2 separate regions of the Mus musculus genome follow, and region 1 is linked to region 2. Evidence: chromatin contacts called from public Hi-C data. All regions are on one chromosome and are shown on one strand. The core of a region is the stretch at or near the end of the contact, and the rest is flanking DNA. Distances in the headings are between cores, read along the strand shown.

Evidence for each region. Hi-C and Micro-C count contacts between places; a contact is called where the count stands out from the background.
Region 1: a Hi-C map of the STO cell line shows a contact between it and region 2, with 1.8 times the contacts expected there. The contact joins two enhancer-like sites. A contact is called at or near these places in 6 of 484 Hi-C or Micro-C datasets (the STO cell line, liver, nephron progenitors and 1 more) and 1 of 115 datasets of contacts at active chromatin or transcription factors (liver).

What each region holds. Positions count from the first base shown.
Region 1 is chr11:45,199,934-45,205,404 of GRCm38.p6, forward strand. No RefSeq gene overlaps it. Among named protein-coding and RNA genes, the nearest start is that of Gm12159, 86 kb to the left of the region's middle. Within about 2 kb of position 1,363, at least 26 of the 459 cell types and tissues checked have an H3K27ac peak or open chromatin away from gene starts, as enhancers often do. A contact at or near this core is called in the STO cell line, where this site is marked.
Region 2 is chr11:45,082,174-45,088,078 of GRCm38.p6, forward strand. No RefSeq gene overlaps it. Among named protein-coding and RNA genes, the nearest start is that of Gm51859, 3.4 kb to the right of the region's middle. Within about 2 kb of position 3,113, at least 6 of the 459 cell types and tissues checked have an H3K27ac peak or open chromatin away from gene starts, as enhancers often do. A contact at or near this core is called in the STO cell line, where this site is marked.

The DNA of each region.
Region 1 (5,471 bases), core at 113-2,612, 120 kb after region 2:
CCATAGAAAAAGTTGGATGCTGGCAGCCTAGATCTCATCAGAAATAAGGCTCTGTTCAGGGGGTGCCATTGGGCTGACAGCATCCGCAGGAAAAGTCATGATGCTTGAGTTTATGTCCTTGTCAGAATTCATACAGGAATCTTGGGGCCATTTTGAAATGTTAGACTCCTAAGGGGGGTAGGGGGAAGGAAACAAGCAATTTCCATATTCATGGAAAATTGGCACTTCCTCAGTGATTAGGAAAAGAATGAAAATTCCATTCACAAAAGAGAAAAGTAGTTAATTTCCTGTAATTTTACGTTTGAAATTTAACTTGAAGCTTCAGTGCGCTTAAGTGGCAAAGCAGACAAATTCAGTAACCGCCATGCTTTATGGTGTTTCAAGAGGCAGCAAGAGCTTGGGCAACTCATGACAATTTTAGGGGCATTTTTGACTATGTTATAGCCCAGTGCTTCTAGTCAGCCTTTATTGATTGATCTTTCTCTGAAGGACTGAATGAGTCAGTACTATATAGATGGATAGATACAGTCTTGTCAACTCCACACGCCTGCTTCAGAATCCTTGGACAGCCAAGATTGTAACAGCTTTATTCTTAAAGCCACGTAACCTCAAGGATGTCCCTAGAACTTCCTGTGCCGCTGTATTATCTATCATCTGCTAAAATATGAATTAAAATACATGCTTATCTGATAGGTCTGGGATTAGGATAAATGATAGGCTATACAATAAGGCATTTCAAAGTTAAAGGACCTTGCACAGAAGCAGAATAAAAATGACAGCAACTAGGGGTAGGGAATGGGCAGTTAAGGACACTTGCTGTTCTTGCGAAGGACCCGACCCACGTTTAGTTCCTAGTGTTTACACAGCAGCTTAAAACTCTCCAAAATTCCAGCTCCAGAGATCTGAAGCTCCTAGGACACTCTGCAAAAATCCACAGAGAAATAGCCACAGTGATTACATGGCTCCTTACCCTATAATCAGAAGGGCCCACTGGGCTAAAGAGTGTTCTCTAAAAGGCTGAAACACCCGGTTGTGAAACAGAAGTCTCAGGATAAAATATAACACAAAACTAAAAATACACACATGACTCTTTCAACCTCATGCATGAATTCTAAGTTAGGGAAAAAGAAAAAAAAAAGAAAAAAGAAAACCCACATGGTTGGGAAATAATTAATGTCACAGGAGGAAAGAAAAAACAAACAAGGTCAAAAGAGAGATGGATCCTGTCCACAAGCCCTTCATGTCATAAACAACTCTTACTTCACAAAAGTCGATGAACAAACTTTCCATGTAAGCACTGGGTGGGGCCCCGAGGTCCTTACTCAAATAGAAAGCTATTTGCTGTTTTACAAAATATTCCAGGCGAAAGTACACGCTTCAGACAACTTTGCTTAGCACAAAGTACAATTGACAAGCAGTTGCAGAGAAGCTAAATAAGCAAGCTAGTGTTGAGAATGTGTAAAGCACGGGCCCTGGAAATCTGTGGTATGGACAGATTAGTCTTCTCTATGCGTGCCAATGAATGGCTAAAGTGAGCCAAGACAGGCATGTCCAAGGTGGAAGTATTTAAGTAAACCGTTATGGGCAGTCCTGTGAGCGAGCACCTAGGCTGTTCTCCAGACCAGCATTACCTCCTCCATATGTGCACAGTCTGAGGCCTAGCATTTTATTCTCCATTAAGGCTATGCTTAGCTTCCCCCACTCCTCACATGAGCTGAGTTCTTTTCTCTCCATGGCTTTATCAGTCCTGTCCTTTCCACTTTGAACAGGACCAGTTTCATAGCATCCTGTCTTCTGACCTCTGCCTATGGTTGTCTTGGAGTCATACAATAAATCTCCCTGTCCTGTGTATGTATGTGTGTATGCGTGTGGGTGTGGGTGCTGTTTGGTTCCCAACAGGTTTTCCTTAATTGTGTTTGTTCCTTAATCCTCCCATCCCTTGTGATGCATCTTCCATACTGTAATCTCTCCAATCGTCTGCCCTCATTTCTATTCTGTAAGTTCTCATTCTGGAGAGCTCATTCGTACCATGTACAAAGATAAATATCTTGTATGTATTGTTTAATTTGACATTAACTACACTCTGAGAGGCCCTCATGTTATTATTCTCATTGTAAAGAAGAGGCAACCGTGGTCAAAGAGGGTAACTATTCCACGATAACATTTTCAGGCCATGGGTCAGGACTGTTACTTGTGGAGACCAGAGCATATTTCAGCTGGTTTGAGCTGGAAATACTTAGAATTTATGACTCCCTGAAGCTCCCAGAAGGACAGAGAGCTGGCTTTGGGTACGAGATAGCACACATATTCACGAGGAGGTCATATCACATCTCTGGCTTCACTGCCCATCAATCAACCCTGGTGATACAGGAGCCTGGTCACTACAAATAACACTGCAGCTATCTGAGGATGACAGAAGCTTCCACTTTTCTCTACCCAAGCATTTCCTCAAAATGCCCATCCATGCCTCCACATTTTACATGGATGCCCTGGGTGTAAAAGATTCTAGGCAGTGCTACCTTTAACTGACAGCCTTATAGTTTTTTTGTAATGGACACTGAGTTCACTGTCTGACAAGAGACTCATTTGCTTTATACAGAGCATGAACCAGCAAGAGTTCAGCCCCTGCTTCAAAGTCCACATATTGAATTTTTGTCCTATCCCATCTTAAGAGTTGTTTGGTAAAACTTAGTATTCTCCAGCTACTCAGGCCCACAGTTCTTGAACTGCACAGTCTTTCTAAGTTCATTAGAACAGGAATACTTACCCGAGAGCTATGCTATACCTTAGATCTCTGGGCTCCTTGTGGTCTTTTGTCTGCTTTGGAGATGAAAATCTCTAGCAAGGGATATAGCTCAAGTAGACAGAAGTATCCCCTGGCTTTGAGAAACCAGAAATAGACCAAAAAAAATGCAAAAGGAAAGAGTTGAGAACATTTGGTTTAAGTGAAAATGATCAAAGATCAATTGTAGCGGTAACCATTCACTGGTAAGACATCTGACACACAAGAACTCTGATTTTTCTCAGGAACTTTAGATGGAAGTGATGCTGTCCCGCTTTAAGATGGAGGAACTATGGCTCTCACATAAGGAGAACTCTAAGAGAAGGTCTACAGTAGCAAGAAGTTGGGGCCAGGTCTGCTAGACACCTCTTTTGACTCCTTAGCCCATTTAAGTTAATGGCAATTAACTTAAATGTCTCCAATTTTCACCTTGCTGGCTCTACGGCCTTGTTTGCAGAATCTCTAAACTGGAGCTATTTGCATCTATCTGATGGAGTTATCAAGACAGTCAAATGAGATAATCTTACGTGGCATGTGTGGCCCATAACTGGTGGTAAAGAGAGTGGTAGTTGCTGGCTTTTGTTGCTGCTACTTGCTGCACTGTCATTGTCTCAGTTACTATTATGCCTCACTACCACCTCTCTGGAGAATGATATCCTAGGATGGAAAATTGCACCTTTGATGGAAATGCCAGAGATGCTCATTTGCACATAACAACCGTGATGCTGTGATGCGAGCCTCCTTTCTCTTGCTGGATTGCAGGGTTCCAGGTGAAGTACAGAGTCTTAAGGCTTTGAATTCCCTGGGAGATGGGCTCAGCCGGGCCCTGGCAGAGACCTGCCTTGGGGATGGAAGTCACAGATGCTTCCCAGCCGCTGTGCTCCCCCATTCTCACCCGACACAAAAGGCAAAGATGACTGACACCTCAAACAGCTCTGGAGAGTCTAACAACAATTTTCAACTTCAAACAGGCCACACATAAAAGTTGAAGCCTTTTGCTACAAACCCAACCACTGGGAAATCACTGCCTGGCTGACATTAATTCCCTAGTCACTGTGAAGCTGCCACTGAAAAATGCAACTTATTTCACTCCAAGTCCTTTAACATTTCAATCTAGGGCATGGGCAACGTGGAGCAAATCCAGGTCAGGTCCTGCTTTAATCCCCAAACTGAGTATCAATGCCAAGTCCATGAGGAATTTAAGGCCAGAGGTGAGGAGAGAGAGAGGTGAAGGACAAGAAGTACTCATATCTTACTAGAATGTTCTCTCTTTACATAGCATCGATACATGATTTAGGTCATGATTATTATTGGGGATTTTTTCCCTGTTAAGGTTTGAGCCATATGTTATGTTCATATGACACTTTAGAGGCCATACAGTGGATCATTGTGTGTTTTCTTCTTTGCTCTATAAGGACTGGATAAGTTAAGTTTTATCAATGATGAAGTACAGAATAGCAAGAACTCCTGAGAACATCACTTATTATGTTTAAGGATATGTCCCCTCTGGAGAAAGCATTAATCACATTACCAGGCAATGGGACCCCATATCCATGTTTCTGCAAGTGACTTAATAAAACTTGTTTGGACACGCGCACACACACACACACACACACACACACACACACACACACGCACACGCACACGCACACGCACACGCACACGCACATGCACACATACACACAAACATGATGTGAAAAATAGAAGGTATTTAGTTGTAGAAAGGAAGAGAGGGTACCTCAGTGGGAGGGGCTGAGAAAGGGTAATTGCAATTGAACATGATCAAAATACATTGCATACACATATGAAAATGTCGTAATGGAAACTGTTATTAATAATCACGTATAATTAATGTATGGTAATATAAGACTTTAAAATTTTGGAACAGTTTCCAGATCACTCAACTTTTGGACTTAAAACTGGAAAAAATTTTCCAAGCCTCAGTTATTGCAGTGGCATGTGACATAGGAACTGGGAGAGAGGCAAGTCCTAATCTCAGAAGACATTTTCCTCTGGTGAATAAATCATTGGCCATGGGGGTAACCACAAGTAGCTGTGACCAGATACGGCAAAGTTAAACACAGACTCGAAGAGGGACACTTCTGCTCAGGGTTTCAAAGTGTCACAGAAATTTTCAAGGGACATATGAAAATGGGGTTTAGGGTTGGGCATGAATGTGACATAAATCCACTGTTTTAAGAAAACACAATCAAATTAGAATATTCCCCCCCCTGACATAAGCCCTCAGAGATTTAAAAAAAGTTAAAACCCAATTTAAACTCCCTTCAGAAACCCCCATGTGGCCACCGGTTTTACAGTGCTGTAAGAATGGACACAACTGTGGCCCAGACACTCACACAGCAACTGCATCAACTCATACCAACTTGAAAGCCTGGTTTATTTTATTGCATGGATATTTTTCAATGTCCATAAAAAATAGGGTTGCCATAGCATTTTAAATGTTTAACAGTATCTTATTATATGTGTGTACATTTTAGTTTTAGTTCTTTGCTTGTGTGTAAATGTGTAAGTGTGTAGATATGCACATTCCTGGGACATACGTGTGAAGGGAGGAGGACAACCTTTGGGAATCAGCTCTATATTTCCACTCTGGGTACTAAGGACTGAAATCAGGTCCTTAGACTTGGTGGCAAGTGCTTTTACCTGGTGGGCCATCTTGCTGGCCCCA
Region 2 (5,905 bases), core at 1,863-4,362:
TGGGAAGCCGATACCGAATGAGAAGGAGTGGTGAGGGGCTAAAAACACCAAGGTTGTTTGGAAAAAACCTTGAGGAATCATCTTATTTTTATTTACTTAAAGTTGTAATATATGGCAACAGCAATAGACATACTAACATGGAAGAGGAAAGGTTTCAAACGGTCACATTCCTTAAACAAAGAACTACAGGCAACTGATGACTATTGGCAGAAAGCGAATTAGCCTTTCCCTCTGACAAACCCTATTTTTTGTTGTACCATGCACAGAGGTCACCTTTCAGATCATTTGTGCAAAAATGGACCCAGTACATTGTGTGTGTATGTGTACAGAAACATGCATGCACAGACATACATTCATATATACATATGTATGTAACAGTAATAATAAAAAACTAAGGGTTGTCAACTTGAGAGTAAGGGTAGCTGGGAGGGGCTGGAGGGAAGAAAGGATGTGGAGAAAGATGTAACTGTTTCAGATTTAAAATGTAAAAATTCTGGAAGACTATTTCTATACATTTTCAGACTCTTGTATATTGTTAAGTAACACTCATTATTAACCTGTTGTTAGAGAAAATGTATCCTAACGCATATATACATATTTTTTCTTTCTCAGATCTCACAAAGACCTTCCTGATAAGTATTTTTCCCAATATATTTTCCGAATTGTGCATATAATTTTGATAACTCCTTTCTCTTTTTCTAGTGATATTCTTTTTTTTTTTAACTTTATGAGTGTGTCTATACAAAAGACATGTAAATGCCTGCCTCAACAGCACAAACCTTTTCAAACCAGGACAGCCAGGGCTACACAGAGAAACCCTGTCTCAAAAAACCAAAATAAATAAATGAATAGCATCTTAAATTTTGATTTAGGACTAGTCCTCCTTTCCCAAGGTTAGGCTTTAAAACCAACTGCAACAGCAACCATTGACCTCCACAGATACACAGATGTTCCCCTCTCCCACAACATAACTCCCTTTGACTTTTTAATAGACTTCGATAACCTCTGATACTTAGATTATATGATTCTGTAGTCTAATAATTTCTGGCTATACATCAACAGCATTAAAGCTGATAAAAGATTTTTTCCTAGGTTGGATAGCAAAGTTAAACCATTCTAAAACAATAACATCTTAGGGCCAAATACTTTGCTATCTTTTTAACATGCCACAAATCAGAAAAAAATTGTTTGTTTGGTCAGTTTGTTCTTGTTTTTAAAGAAAATGGGATGTAGATCTGAAAATGGGGTGATTTGCAAGAGTTGGTTTTCTTCTCCTTCCATACAGATATCATGGATCAAAAACCCAGGTTGTCAGGCTTGGCATCAAGTGTCTGTAGCCACTGAACCATCTTGCTGGGCCCAGGTCGGGCAAGTTTTAATGGGAAAAAAGCAAAAGGAAAGGGATTCAGGACAGGGGTCCCTAGAAAGTCATTCCAATTGGTGGTTCCTTAACCTAGGAGATGTCACAGGATTAAAAAGGAGAGAGAGAGAAAGAGAGAGAGAGATCATTTCTTCCACAGCATAATTCTCTCATTGACTCTTTACTAGACTCTGATAACTTCTATAACTTAGATTATATGATGCTGTAGTTTAGTTATTCCTGACACACATGGGTATGTATGTTAGAGACCAATATCTGATGTCTTCCTTGACCACTCCCCACCTTATTTTATTTTAGCTTTCTGAGACAGGTTTCTCACTGAACCTGGAGCTCGCCGATTTTCTAAACTGCCTTGTCACTAAGCTTTTGGTCTCCTCTTTTGTCTCTTCATCCCCCAAACAGGTTGATGGGTATGCATAGCCAATCCTGGTTTCTAATATATGACTAGGAATCCAAACTTAGGTCCAGGTGCTTGCACCTTAATACTCTACCCACTGAGCATCTCTGTGTCCACACTTTACAAAATGTTAAGGATGTTTATACTGTTCATTTTTTTCTTCAGATAAATGTACCCAACAATTACTAATTGAACTTGTCTGTTCATGTCAACCATTAATGGCAGCAGAGTGAGACCTAAATTCAGTTGGGTGACTGCGAATAACATGCTTTTTCCATTCTCATCCCGATGAGGCCAGGTGGCCTCCTGTCTGGGGAAGCATGTGGTATAACTAAATCAGCAGGCACATTTTAGACCAGTTCCTATATCTTGGGGATGCTCTAATTCTCTATGAGCCTATCAGTTAAAGGGTAACAGCGCTTGGATGCTGGTTTATTTAGGATCTTGGGCATAGAGGTCACGGTTTCTTTGGAGAAGACTTGTCCTCCACTCTGATCCCAGCTGTTGGGATAAAAGTCATAAAGATAAAGGATCAGCTTCCCTCTTTCTGGAAGAAACTTGGTGACCAAGTGGGGGGTGCAAGTGATGAAGCCTCAGCAAGTTTAGCTGTAGCCCCTAATGTTCTTCTTGTCCGTTGGTCATAAAACTGACTAACATTACCGACAGATCTGGACTTGAAATCCTGACATGAACAATTAAATTCTGTATTTATATTCCTAGCAATTTCATCTTGTCATTTGTGGTTTTCTTCAAATTACAAAACAATTAAATGAAGAATTTGGCAAAGAAGTCGAACCAGATGCAAGTTGCTTGTCCCCCACCTCCCTCATGTTCCCTTTTAATAGCAGGAAAGGGAATGTAATTTAAGTCTTCCTAGCTCTTCAGCTGTGGAACAGCTGAACAGGCATCCTGAAGGAGAAAGTGTCTCTTTCACTAAAGAGTGTGATGTAGTGTTTTATCTGCAGTGTTGAAGAGGAAAGCCCTTGAAGTACTGAATTCCCTAAGAGAAATGAAACACATGCAGACTCCAAGCACAGCATTTATTATCCTGACACTGCGATTTAGTCCACAAAAGGCACAAGAAGTGTCACTCTGGTCTACCTTTGATAGTCACACACACACACACACACACACACACACACACACACACACACACACACACAGTGTATTCTTCCAAAATGCAAATAACCTGAAAGCTAATTCTTAAACACAAACTAATATCTCATATCTGAATGGACCTAATAGATGCCAGATGACATAATATTACCCTATCCATTTAGATGAAGTCTCAAAGCTTTATTTTTTTCTACAGCTGAGTATGTAAGATCAGATGCATTTTATATGACTCACACTCTCTTTAGCCAGCTCATTATCCAGGAAGAGAACTTATTTTTTGATGGGTTTAAGCTTGCTACCTGCACAAGTTCATTATCTCTCTTTAAAAGTCCTTCAGGAGATAATGTTAACAAGGGATATGAACAATAATCTTGAGACTTTTATGGAACCTTGAAGGATAAAGTCCAAACTGTTTTAAAGCAGAATATCTCCAAACTGGTGTTCACATCCTGGCAATTTAAAGACTAGTTTTTGATTATATATATTATCAGCAAATAAGACCTGGGTTTGGAAACACACACAGACACACACAGACACACACAGACACACACAGACACACACAGACACACACACACACACACACACACACGCACACGCACACGCACACACACACACACACACACACGGGTAAATAATTCCTCTTAGGGAATTCCTCATGGGTTCTTGTGAGTTAATATATGGAAAGCTCTCTTGGAACAGCTTTCAACAGAGGGGATAGATAGAGATGTGTGATTATGAGTGTGCGTGTGCATGTGTATAGAAATGGAGAAATATATTGCACCCTCTTTTAAAATGTTTTGTTTTAATATGTGTAAGTATATGTCTCTGTATGGGAATATTTGAACATGACTGCAGTTGCCTGTTGAGTCCTGAAGAGGACACTGAATTGCATGGAGCTGGAGTTACATGTGGTTATGCACCCCACCCCCAGTACTGTAAGTGCTGGCATCCAAACTCTGATCCTTTGCTAAAGCAGGAAATGCTGTTAACTCTGGAGCCATCTCTTCATCTCCTCTTATCTTTCTTTATGGCTTATACATGTATATATATATACATACATACACATATATGCACCTATATATACAAATATGCACCTATATTCATATATATGCCCTTGAAATAGTTCTATCTATATATTCTATGTATTAATGTATCAACTGTCCTATCTCTGCTGAAACTAATCCTGTAAAATTTATGAATTTACCTTACATTTTCTGACAATAGCCCACTAGGATGCAATAGCCTCTCTCTCTCTCTCTCTCTCTCTCTCTCTCTCTGTGTGTGTGTGTGGGAGAGAGAGAGAGAGAGAGAGAGAGAGAGAGAGAGAGAGAGAGAGAAAACAAAGAAAGAAACAAACTCTGGGACCGTTAACCTCTCCTAAGGAAGATAGCCAGGGTGGGAAAACACCAGCCTCACAGCACCTGACTTATCAGTTCTTATCACTGGCTGGGAACTTGACTCACCACGGGAGCAAAGATAAGTCATTCTCTCTGTAGCAAATGGTCTCATCTTTAAAAAGAATGAAAAAATGTCATGGCATCCCCTATGGATTATTGTGAGATGATGTATGGATATTGCACTGGAGAAGTTCTGGAGAGAGGGTAAACATGGTGGGAGAGCTGTCTGTCACAGACACGAGAGATCATGTTAGCTGTAGCCCCATTGCCTTTGATGACCTGTGGGATTTGTGGTTTCTTCTCTTGTGCCCACCAGATTTAAAGTTAATGCTTGTTATACGCAACCCTTACATATCCCCTGGTATTTCTACTATTCCTTTTATATTTCATTTTCCTTTCCCAGATTGAATGCCTTGTATTTAAAAAACAAAACCACATTTTTCCTATAAAAGTATTGCATGATCCAGATTTTAAATTTACAAAATTCAGATAAGTACAAACATATTATACACCATCTCACTCATGGGTGATTATGTCTTTTCAAGTTTGTGTTTGTTTGTTTGCCGTGTATATAGCTTCTCACAGCAGCCATCATGTGTTCAAAACACATCCAGGTCCAGGGTTAGGAAAAGTTTACAGGGAAACATTTTCAGGGAGGAGAGTGCAGCTGAGAATTTGCTATCAACAAGGTAATTCTAAGCATCCATGGGTCAACACCGGTGCCTTCTATAAAGGGTGAAAATGGTATCAAAAGTCAGCTGCCGCAGTTCTGCCTGGCAGGTACCACAGCTGAAGTTGCAGGAAGTGATGCGCTCTTGCAGAAGGAGAGCCCTGGACCTGAGATGTGAGGAAAACAACTGAATCACAGTAACTGTCATGCCTCATCACCAAGTCAGCATTTGCAGTGGTCAAACTGGGTCTGTTTGTCTTGGCGTGGACAAACTAAACTTGTGTCACTCATGGAGCAGACATCTACCAAGTTAGAAACACTAGGACAGGCCGTTTCTCTGATGTTTTGCTTTCAACAGGACCGATCTGTAATTATTTCTCCAAACAAAAGGAAAGTGTTTGACAGAGACATTTAAAGACCTAAAACAACTTTCTTATAGGAAACACATGGTTCTTCTCTGAATTAAAACACACAATTATGCTAATAAGAGGCCACTCAGCAAGTGGAATTTGTTAGTAATTTGTTGGGGGGAGGTGATCACAAGGTAAGAGACAACTGACTTTTGTTAGCTGTCCTGAACAGATGCCAAGAGAGCCAAGTCCAACAACTCTGTCCTTAAAATGACCCTATTATACACACAGGGGAAGCATCCTAGGGCCTCCAGGCACAGGGCAACATTGAGCATTAGAAAACAGAATAAAAATGAATTTCTACTCTGCCTCAGTCTTTTCTCACCTAAGTGAATTTGATTACATAGCTCAATGTAGACTTGAAGGCAGATGGGTGCCAGTGTGTCTCCTGTCATCTCAACACATTTCCCAGCATAGGAACATGAAGGCAAGACCTATCTCAAACAACTCAAGTTCTGTCTCTGTCTCTATCTCTGTCTCTTTGTGTCTCTCTTTCTGCCTTTCTCTGTCTCTCTTTGTCTCTGTCTCTCTTTG